3 separate regions of the Mus musculus genome follow, and all the other regions are linked to region 1. A link is a contact called in public HiChIP or PLAC-seq data. All regions are on one chromosome and are shown on one strand. Each heading gives the region's core, a stretch centred on a gene start, on an enhancer-like site or on the middle of the called end of the contact. The rest is flanking DNA. Distances are from core to core; before and after follow the strand shown.

Region 1 (2,700 bases), core at 101-2,600:
AGTTTACCCGTTGGAATGCCAGGGTTAAAGGCCTGTGCCCACCACATCCTGCTCATTAACTGATTTTACATTGCCTAGGGTGAGGATCTAGGAAGTGGTGGTAGACTTATGTAACAAACCCTGAAAGTGCCATAACTTTATAAGAAACATAATTATTTAAGCAATGATTTTTGAGGACAAATAGGATCAAAGATACAGCATCAGTACCACCTGGCGCCTATTCTCCACCTCTGACCTACGCAATCCCAGACCCTGATTTTTTCAAGCGCATATTTAAAGCCACCCTCAATTTATTAGGATTATTATCTTATTTTACATTTTATCTACTAGTTTGGGGAGGAGGCTGCACATTCCCTGGTACCTGCATACGGGGCTCAAGGAACAAATTACAGGAATTGGTTGTTCTCTGTGGGCCCTGAGAAAATAACTCAGTCATGCGTGCTAACAGGCACTTTTACCTGCTGAGCCATCTTGCTGGCCCCTAAGTTGTATTTGTATTGTCTGGACTGCTGTGAAGTACACGGATACTCAGTGCTGGAGACCATAGTGTTCCTGCCTTGGAGGAATTTCTTTTGGAAGTGGGGTAGGAAGGGAGGTGGTTTTCTACGTGTAGCGTGGCTGTCCTGGAACTAAGCTCTGTAGACCAGGCTGGCCTTCAGCTCACAGAGATGCTGCCCCAGCCTTCTAAGTGCTGGAATCAAAGGTGTCGCCACCACCGTCTGACACGGAATTTCTGATCAGACTTCTAGAATATGACCTCCCGGCGGGGAGAAAGTAAAGGCCACTGGCTGGAGTGCAATTTCAAATAAGCGAGAACGTTTCTGGAGCCCACTGGAGAGTGCTCAGCCGCCGCCCTCTTCCGGATTACATTCCTTCTCTTGAGCATTGTTTATCTAAAACTCAGTTTAACCAGGCCAACTGCCCTCTGCTAAATCAGGCAACTTCGGGCTGCCCGCTGCAGGCGCCAGGGGACCCCCAAACCAGGGCGGCTCCCAGCCCACCCGGGTCAAATTCCAGCGCTGGCGCTCCGCCCTCGGCTCGGGAATGCGGAAGGGGCGCGGGACTTGCGCTGGGAGCCGGGGAGACCAGCAAGCCGGCGCGGCTGCGGCAGGAGGATGCCGTGCCAGTGAGCTGGGGAATATGTACTCGCGGCTACAGGGGCTGAGTTCGTCGGGTCGTGCAGCCAGGCTAGTTTCCGCCGCTGGCTGCCTGGGTCCTCCGGGTCTTCGAAACGCTTGCAGCAACCCCCTGCCACGGTTGGTCGCGCCGGGCTCGCCGGTGCTCCTTCCGCCCCGCCCCCGGGCCGGAAGTGCGGCGCCGCCACTGTCCCGCCCCAACCTCCGCTGGTCGCAGTCGCCGGTCGGATCCTCTCGGGTGTGCAGCATCAGGTCAGGTGAGTGGCTCTCGACCCCGCGGGGCATCTCCCGGGCCGCATCTGTCCCTAGTGCTGCGCAACCGCGCCTGGAGCCTGCGGGCGGCTGGACCATCGGCTGGTGGAGCGGAGGTGGCTCGGTTCGAGGCCCTACGCGGTTCCTGTGCTGGCGAACCCTGGCCGAACGAGGCCCCGGGACCGTGTGCACTGGGCCTGCGACATCCGATGACTGACACCTGGTGCCCGGCTGCCCGCACCTGCCGCGGCTGCAGGCTGCAGGCTGCAGGTCCAAGCTGTGTGTTAGCGCAACTGCGTGCATCTGTTCTAGACGCGTTGGGGGAGGAGAAGCCCGCTGGTGTATGGTTCCTGCCAGAGGAAACCAGGAACTGGTACTAGAGTTCCTGGTTAGCAAATGCTAAAATGGGCTGATTTGCATAAATCCTTACTGGGTCTTAGGTCTTGCAAAGATTTAGCTCATTGTTAGAGGACAATTCGAAGAAAGCTGGAAAGAATGGAGAACATATTGAGCCAGGGATCCAAGATGAACTGGTGGATCTCTGCTAGGAGGTACCGAGCAAAAAGCTCAAAAGATGAGCATCGTATTATGTGCACAAGAAGCGCGGGTGGTCAGCCGGAAGGGAGAAGAACAATAACTGAGTACTAGCTGGGAAAGAGGAAGGTAGTTAGGGTAGGGCTCTTGGATACACACGACCCCAGGCGAGACCCTATACAATAAAATAACGTAGTTAGTTAGCCAAGGTAGGCCTCTTTCTTTAGAGGTGTACTGAAAACTCGATGAGAAATGAAAAATTACGTAAGAGGATTTGGGGAGTCACCCACGACAAGGAAGTAACACGACAAAGGATGTTTAGGGAATCGGGTTGACAGCTTTTGTTCTAGAGATGGCTTGGCTGTAGTCCTGTGTGTTAGAGAAATATCACAGCATTTTCTCCTTCAATAAACCCTTAAGTGAGGTGATGTCATTTGCCTGGGAACATCACTTCAGGAATTCATATGATGCCACCAGGGTTTTTCTATCCACTTGCTCCTCACTCTGTCTCTCTGTCTCTGTTTCTCTCTCTGTCTCTCTCTGTCTCTCTCTCTCTCACACACACACACACACACACACACACACACACACAAAGGCACCTGTTCACTGAGCTGCAGCTTATGAAGGACAGATCCCTGGGTGATAATGGTTGGCCAAAGTTAGGAAAGCCAGGGATGGGACCGATATCCCCATTCCCCCAAGGTTGAATGATACAGTTGTGTAGGGATGGCTTTCATCTGCCCCGGTTACCAGCGTCTTTGATTCTTCTGTGACAAGT
Region 2 (2,822 bases), core at 103-2,602, 280 kb before region 1:
GGCTGGTGCCACACAACGGAGCCTTCCTGACTAGGCTCTCACTGAGGAACAGCTATGGGGAGGGAAGGCCACGTCCAGATCCTGGAACCTCATGAGGTGTGGGGAGAATTCATGGCAGTCAGGCAGCTGTGCTCTGGGCTTTGTCCTAGAGCATGGTGCTCATTTCATAGATAAAGTGTCACCAGGGCCAAGCACGGCTGTGAACTGGCCACTGTGCCCAGGCTTAGCTATCTGTAGTACACAGTCACAGTCTCCACCTCAGATCTCCCAGCCCCTGTATCTCTGGAATGTAGAGTTAAGGTCATGAGTCCCATGTGTTCAGAGGGTAATTGTCCCTTGTGGTCAAAATGCTGTCTGGACTGGGTTCTACAATAATAGGTACAGCCAGATATTTCCAGTTAATTGGCAGTGCTGGACAGCGTGGGAATCTGTGTCCATTCTGAGGCTCGTCTATGCGGAGTTGGAGACGGGTAGGTCTGGAGACAAATCGGTTTCCATGTATCATCCTTCAGTTTGGGGGTCATGCTGTGAGTGCAGATCATGTGGGCTTGGGAGAACTTGTGATGGAGAGGAGCCAAAAATAAGTGAGTGGTGTCCTCTGACTTCCAGCGCCAACAGGCCCAGGAGACCTGGGATCTGGAGTGACCCTGTAGCTAAGGTTGAAGTCACATGTCAACCAGTTAAAAGACAACAGAGTATTTGCTAAGCACCGACTGTAACCGCACGTGAGACTCTCTGAGGGGTGCAGAGATCACACGTGCCATCTCTCCTCAGAAAGCATCCTCAGATCTGTGAGGGGCAATGCAGTCTGTAGTCAAGGAAGGAGCAGGTATTACAGTACAAAGGGCCTGTGGACTCACAAGCTCTCTGTGCACCCCTGGACATAGTAAATGGGGGCTTAGTATGTAGCAAATGTGAATACAAAAGTCTGGCGGAGAGCCAAACAAAAGGGGCCACAAGAACTGGCTGTTCCCCTCACTAGGATCCCCACAGGGCTTCTCAAAGGGAAAAGGCACAGGGCTGAGCCTTCAGGCTGAAGAAAGTAATAACTGAGCATAGTTGAGAGAAATGGCAGGGTGAGCAGTGGGGTGAGAGAATGAGAGAAACTTCTAGAAGAAATGTGAATGGATAAATGAGGAGTGGGTGGAACTCAAAGGCAGGAAGAGGGGGCATTTGGGGGAAGACTTTGGTGTGAACAGGAGTTATATTTTGCCGCGCAATCTCCTACCCCAATCTCCATGGTAGTTATTTTCCGTCATTCCTGGGTCAAGGGCTTGTGCAGGGTAACTAGGCTCTGCTGCTGTCTTGTGTACTCAGCCTGAGTCACCCTCTTAGCTGTGTTTTGTGTTTGGAGGAAGGATCAGGTTCATGTAGGCCACGGTCCTGGAGTTGTGGTGAGCCTCCATGTCGCCCTGCTCCACATGTGTCCTCGTGGGCTTCCTCACATCCTGCCACTCTTAGGTACAGCTGGCAACCGGCCCACAGATGGAAAGCAAAGCTGTGGTCCAGACAGGCGGGGGCAAGGTAGCTTGGAATCACTTCTGCCTCATTCATTCTGTTGGTCACAGCAAACCAGCCTTTGAAGGGTAACACACTGTCATATTGGGAGACACGGCGAGTCCCTCCTCCCATAATTAGAACCAGCCCGGAGGAGGGGACTGGGCCTAAGGTACAGCTTGATGACAGGTCAAGATATAACTCAGGTTCCTATTGTCTGCTCTTGTGAGGTCCATAGGTGGACTCAGTTATGCAGCTGGCCTCAGGAGGGTCTTTCTTGTATCCTATCAAGGCATGTGCTCTTGCCTGGGCTTAAAAAGGATTCATATGCAAAAAAGGCTCTCATTCATATATACACACACACATATATGGACACACATATTTATATATAAACTCATACATGTATATGTGTATATATATATATGTATGTATGTATATATATATATATGAATCTCCTGAGACTCTGATGGGTATACAATTTCTGAAAAATGAACAACTACTACTACTACTACTACTACTATTACTACTACTACTACTACTACTACTACTACTAATTACCATTCATTCTTAGAATGACTAGATCTTGAGATTTCCCTGCCTCCCCCCCCCCCCCCCAGTCCTGGGATTGCAGGTAATCACTATAGTATTTCATTGCTCTTGCCTGCAGCTCTCCTGACTCTTTACATTTTCATTCATTCATTCATTCATTCATTCATTCATTCATTCATGTTTCATTCACTTATTCTCTTACCTAGATCCCAGTCTGGCCTTGAACTCATGGTAATTGTTCTACCTCAACCTCCTGAGTTCCTAGGTCACAGGTATCGCCACACCTGGTTCAGTAGATTATTTAGCAGATCTCTCCTAAGCTCTGTCCTGTCTCAGCCATCATGGATCTGACACTCTAGAGGAAAAGAAGAACAGCCATGGTGGTGAAAGTTTGACTTTAGTTAGCAATCAGTACCCCGAGGAAAGATAAAACAGAATAGATAGATAACGGGAAGCAAGAATTAATTTAGCAGGAAGATGGTCCGGAAGGCTCTGGGACAGGAATGGATTTGTTCTGTTGCAAACCTAAGTGTTTCAGTGAGACAGAAGGTGAGAGGCTGCCATGGGAAAAGAGGGTCAGAATCTGGTTGTGCCACACGATGTGGCTAGGATAAGGGATTTGATATACTATGAGAAACAACTGGAGATGGTGGCTTTCCCCAGCCTTGAAGTCCCAGTTCATCTGTACTGAAACTCTGTGACATGGGCAGGTTGTTTACACCCTGAACACCTACCTACCTCCTTTCTCCGTCTCTGCATTGGAAATAACAGTCACA
Region 3 (2,848 bases), core at 318-2,817, 320 kb before region 1:
CACAGGACAGTCTTTTATCTTTGTTATTTCTCCCCCGTGGCTCTTTTGAAGGCAGGATGACTTCAGTCCACTATTTGTATAATCTTCCACTTGGAAAGTTCATGAACGGATTATGTCCTTACATGGTACAATTTTCTACTTTGGGAATTTTCTTTCTTCAATTTGCAAATCAAAAGGACCCAATAAAACCATCAAAGCAAAGCATATGAGAAAATAAAACAACCAGTGGCTTCATTTAGTTTTATCAAAACATAGCCAACTTTCCCTGTCCCTCCAACCCCCAGCCAACAGTGTCATGTTAGTTCACAGGTACAGCAGTGAGCCTAGGCTTGCCAACTAGGGCGGGTAGGAGCAGCAACTAATTTCAAAGGAATAGCTCTCTCTCTCTCTCCTCTAGAATACCCCTCCTTGGTGGTGCAGTGTGTAGCCTAGGCTAGCCTCTAAGGTGAGTCTCTTGCCCCAGCTTCCCAAGTAGAACACCCTACCCTCTGTGGCTGATTTTATCTGTGGAGTCACTTTGGTCAGGCTATAGAGAAATTGGCAAAGACCCCTGTAGCGTTTGAATAGGCAGAAAACATGACCAACAGGGGGAGCAAGAGAGGGAGGGAAGGATGGAGGAATGAAGGGTTGGAGGGAGGCAGGAAGGCACCAACAGAATCTGAACTATTTAGATGCAAAGACAAAAAAAAACTATTATAATAAATGGTCTTTTAAAAATGTTTGCCCGCACATACATACTGTGTGCGTGTGTGCAGGCCAGAGATTAATGTCTTGTATCCTCTTGTCAATTGCTCTCTCTGGCACTCCCCCCTTGAGCTAGGGTCTGTCAGTGAGCCTGCAGCCTCAGAGATTCTTCTGTCTCCACCTCCTTAGTACTGGGATTACAGGTTTGTGAAAGCCTGTCTAACTTTTTATGTGGGTGCCTGAGGATCTGAACTCATGTCTTCATGTTTGCGCAGCATTTTACCGACCGAAACATCCGCCTTTAATACTGATGGAAAGAGAAACGTCCGAGCAGGACATCTCCTCATAAACACTGGAGTAGCAAATGACAGTTTGCAGCTGCGGGGAGGCAACCCCACTATCCAGGAGCAGCCCGCGCATTTGGAAAGTTCAAGCCGTGTACTAGCTGCGCCTAGGAGAGCTCCTGCGTCTTCAACTTTCGCCCAAGACCTTAAAGATTGATGGGTAGACGGCGGTGGGGCCTCAGAGGAAGAAATCGACGCTGAGTCCCCCTTGAGTAGGTTCCCCCCGCCGGGGGGGGGGGGCAATAACTGATGGGTGGTCCTGGGCTTCTGGCCGGAGAGAGGCCCCGGGGGATCGAGGTGGGGACCGCCCGAAGCTTGCTGCACTTCCGGAGGGGCTGGGGTCGCGCTGTTTGGAAGGTGAGAGGCGGAGCTGCTGGCGTTTGGGAAGAGACCAAAGGAATGTGTAATTGAAAAGTCTGTAACCAAGACCCCGGTTCCTAACCCTTTGGCTCTTTCCCCGAACCCCCTGCCGAGAGGCGATGGGCCGAGAGATGGTGAAGGGAAGAGTCACGTTTCGGAGAGGGAAGTGAATTAAAGAGGGCGGCACCCGGGGGGACCTGTGCGTCATTGAGGGACCGCGGAGCGGCCAGTGCGGAGGCGTGGGGACGAAGAGCCAGAGGGGCCGCCGAGCGCCCGAGCCCGCTGCCGGTTCCCGCGGCCCCGCCGCCTGCAGCCTTGTGGGGCTCAAGATGTGTCAGGAGACCCCGCCCCGACCCCGAGCACCCAGTCGCTGGACGCCGGCCCTGCTGGCCCTGCTGGCCCTGGGCGGCGCGGGACTGTGCCACGCGAGCTCGCAGCCTGGGTACCACGCGAGGCCCAGTGCCAGGAACAAGTAAGAGTGTGTCCCTTATGCTCGCCCCCAGCCCTAGAGTCCCAGATCCTAGGCGGTCACTCCCGAATCCGCCTGCGGGCTCCAGAGCTGCCCCGGCAATGGCGACGGGCGGTAGCAGAGAGAGCCCCATAGGCTTTTGGGGTGTCGCCACCCCCGGGTGGCCATGTGCTCCCCACCAGGCGCCCCAAGCATCCTGAAGCGAACCCGGGCAATGGGGAGTGTTCGGCAGAACTACGGGATCTGCCACCGAGCCCGAACACGAACACATCCTGTTCTGCAGGTTTGGGACTCTTTGGTGTTCCAAAGACGCAAGAGACACCCTGGGGTGGCAGCTTTGGCAAGCTCCTGCCTTCAGCGCTGGTGACCGCCAACTTGTTGGGTCAATTCGTCTCCCCCTTCTCCCCATTGTTCTCCAAGTTTATCCAGCCCTTTTCTCTCTACCCCAGAAACTGGTGCGCCTACATCGTGAATAAGAACGTGAGCTGCACGGTACAGGAGGGAAGCGAGAGTTTTATTCAAGCTCAGTACAACTGTCCCTGGAACCAGATGCCCTGTCCATCCGCCCTGGTGTAAGTCGGGGAGCACGAGGGCCGAGTGGGTGGGTGAGGTGGAGCGCTGGACTTCAGTCCTTGTGGAAATCTCTTCCAGACCCTCTACAAAGTCTGATATCTGCACGGCTCACAGCTACTCTGGGCTATTTAATGGTGTGCTGTTCTGCGTGAACCTTGAAGATGCGCAAAATTTGGGAGTTTGAGATTCCCTAGGCCACAGGAGAGGATGAACAAAGGCCCCACCCCCATCTCTCTCTCTCTCTCTCTCTCTCTCTCTCTCCTCTCTCTCTCCCCCCTCCTCTTTCAATTTTATTACTAACATAAGGCAGCTGAACCTAATTAGATCCATATTGTATGTTCTGGGTCGCATAGAGATTCTAAAATGTTTTAAATGAAGGATTAGCCGAGAGGTTTGACCAGTTGGAGTTCTGAAGGAG

What was found. HiChIP or PLAC-seq counts read pairs in DNA pulled down with a chosen protein or histone mark.
Region 2: a contact with region 1 is called in a FOXA1 HiChIP or PLAC-seq map of pancreatic cancer cells. The contact joins the enhancer-like site here to the promoter of Myl12b in region 1. A contact is called at or near these places in 7 of 39 promoter capture datasets (the 3T3-L1 cell line, 3T3-L1-derived adipocytes, the HPC-7 cell line and 4 more), 1 of 15 datasets of contacts at CTCF or cohesin (large pre-B cells), 1 of 484 Hi-C or Micro-C datasets (erythroblasts), 7 of 115 datasets of contacts at active chromatin or transcription factors (the HPC-7 cell line, bone marrow-derived macrophages, effector CD8 T cells and 4 more) and 3 of 9 other capture datasets (adipose tissue, liver and pancreatic islet).
Region 3: an H3K4me3 HiChIP or PLAC-seq map of bone marrow-derived macrophages shows a contact between it and region 1, with 2.7 times the contacts expected there. The contact joins the promoter of Emilin2 here to the promoter of Myl12b in region 1. A contact is called at or near these places in 13 of 39 promoter capture datasets (the 3T3-L1 cell line, 3T3-L1-derived adipocytes, the C10 cell line and 9 more), 4 of 484 Hi-C or Micro-C datasets (the G1E-ER4 cell line, muscle stem cells and neutrophils), 12 of 115 datasets of contacts at active chromatin or transcription factors (the NIH/3T3 cell line, bone marrow-derived dendritic cells, bone marrow-derived macrophages and 8 more) and 3 of 9 other capture datasets (adipose tissue, liver and macrophages).

The regions. Positions count from the first base shown.
Region 1 is chr17:70,989,166-70,991,865 of GRCm38.p6, reverse strand. It overlaps Myl12b (myosin, light chain 12B, regulatory), which reads left to right and starts at 1,350. Exons shown (of 4, transcript NM_023402.2): 1 at 1,350-1,393.
Region 2 is chr17:71,266,096-71,268,917 of GRCm38.p6, reverse strand. The region is part of intron 4 of Emilin2 (elastin microfibril interfacer 2); the gene reads left to right. Among named protein-coding and RNA genes, the nearest start is that of Emilin2, 44 kb to the left of the region's middle. Within about 2 kb of position 1,352, at least 33 of the 459 cell types and tissues checked have an H3K27ac peak or open chromatin away from gene starts, as enhancers often do. A contact at or near this core is called in the HPC-7 cell line, erythroblasts, fetal liver and 1 more, where this site is marked.
Region 3 is chr17:71,309,730-71,312,577 of GRCm38.p6, reverse strand. It overlaps Emilin2 (elastin microfibril interfacer 2), which reads left to right and starts at 1,567. Exons shown (of 8, transcript NM_145158.4): 1 at 1,567-1,860; 2 at 2,307-2,429. The coding sequence starts at 1,718.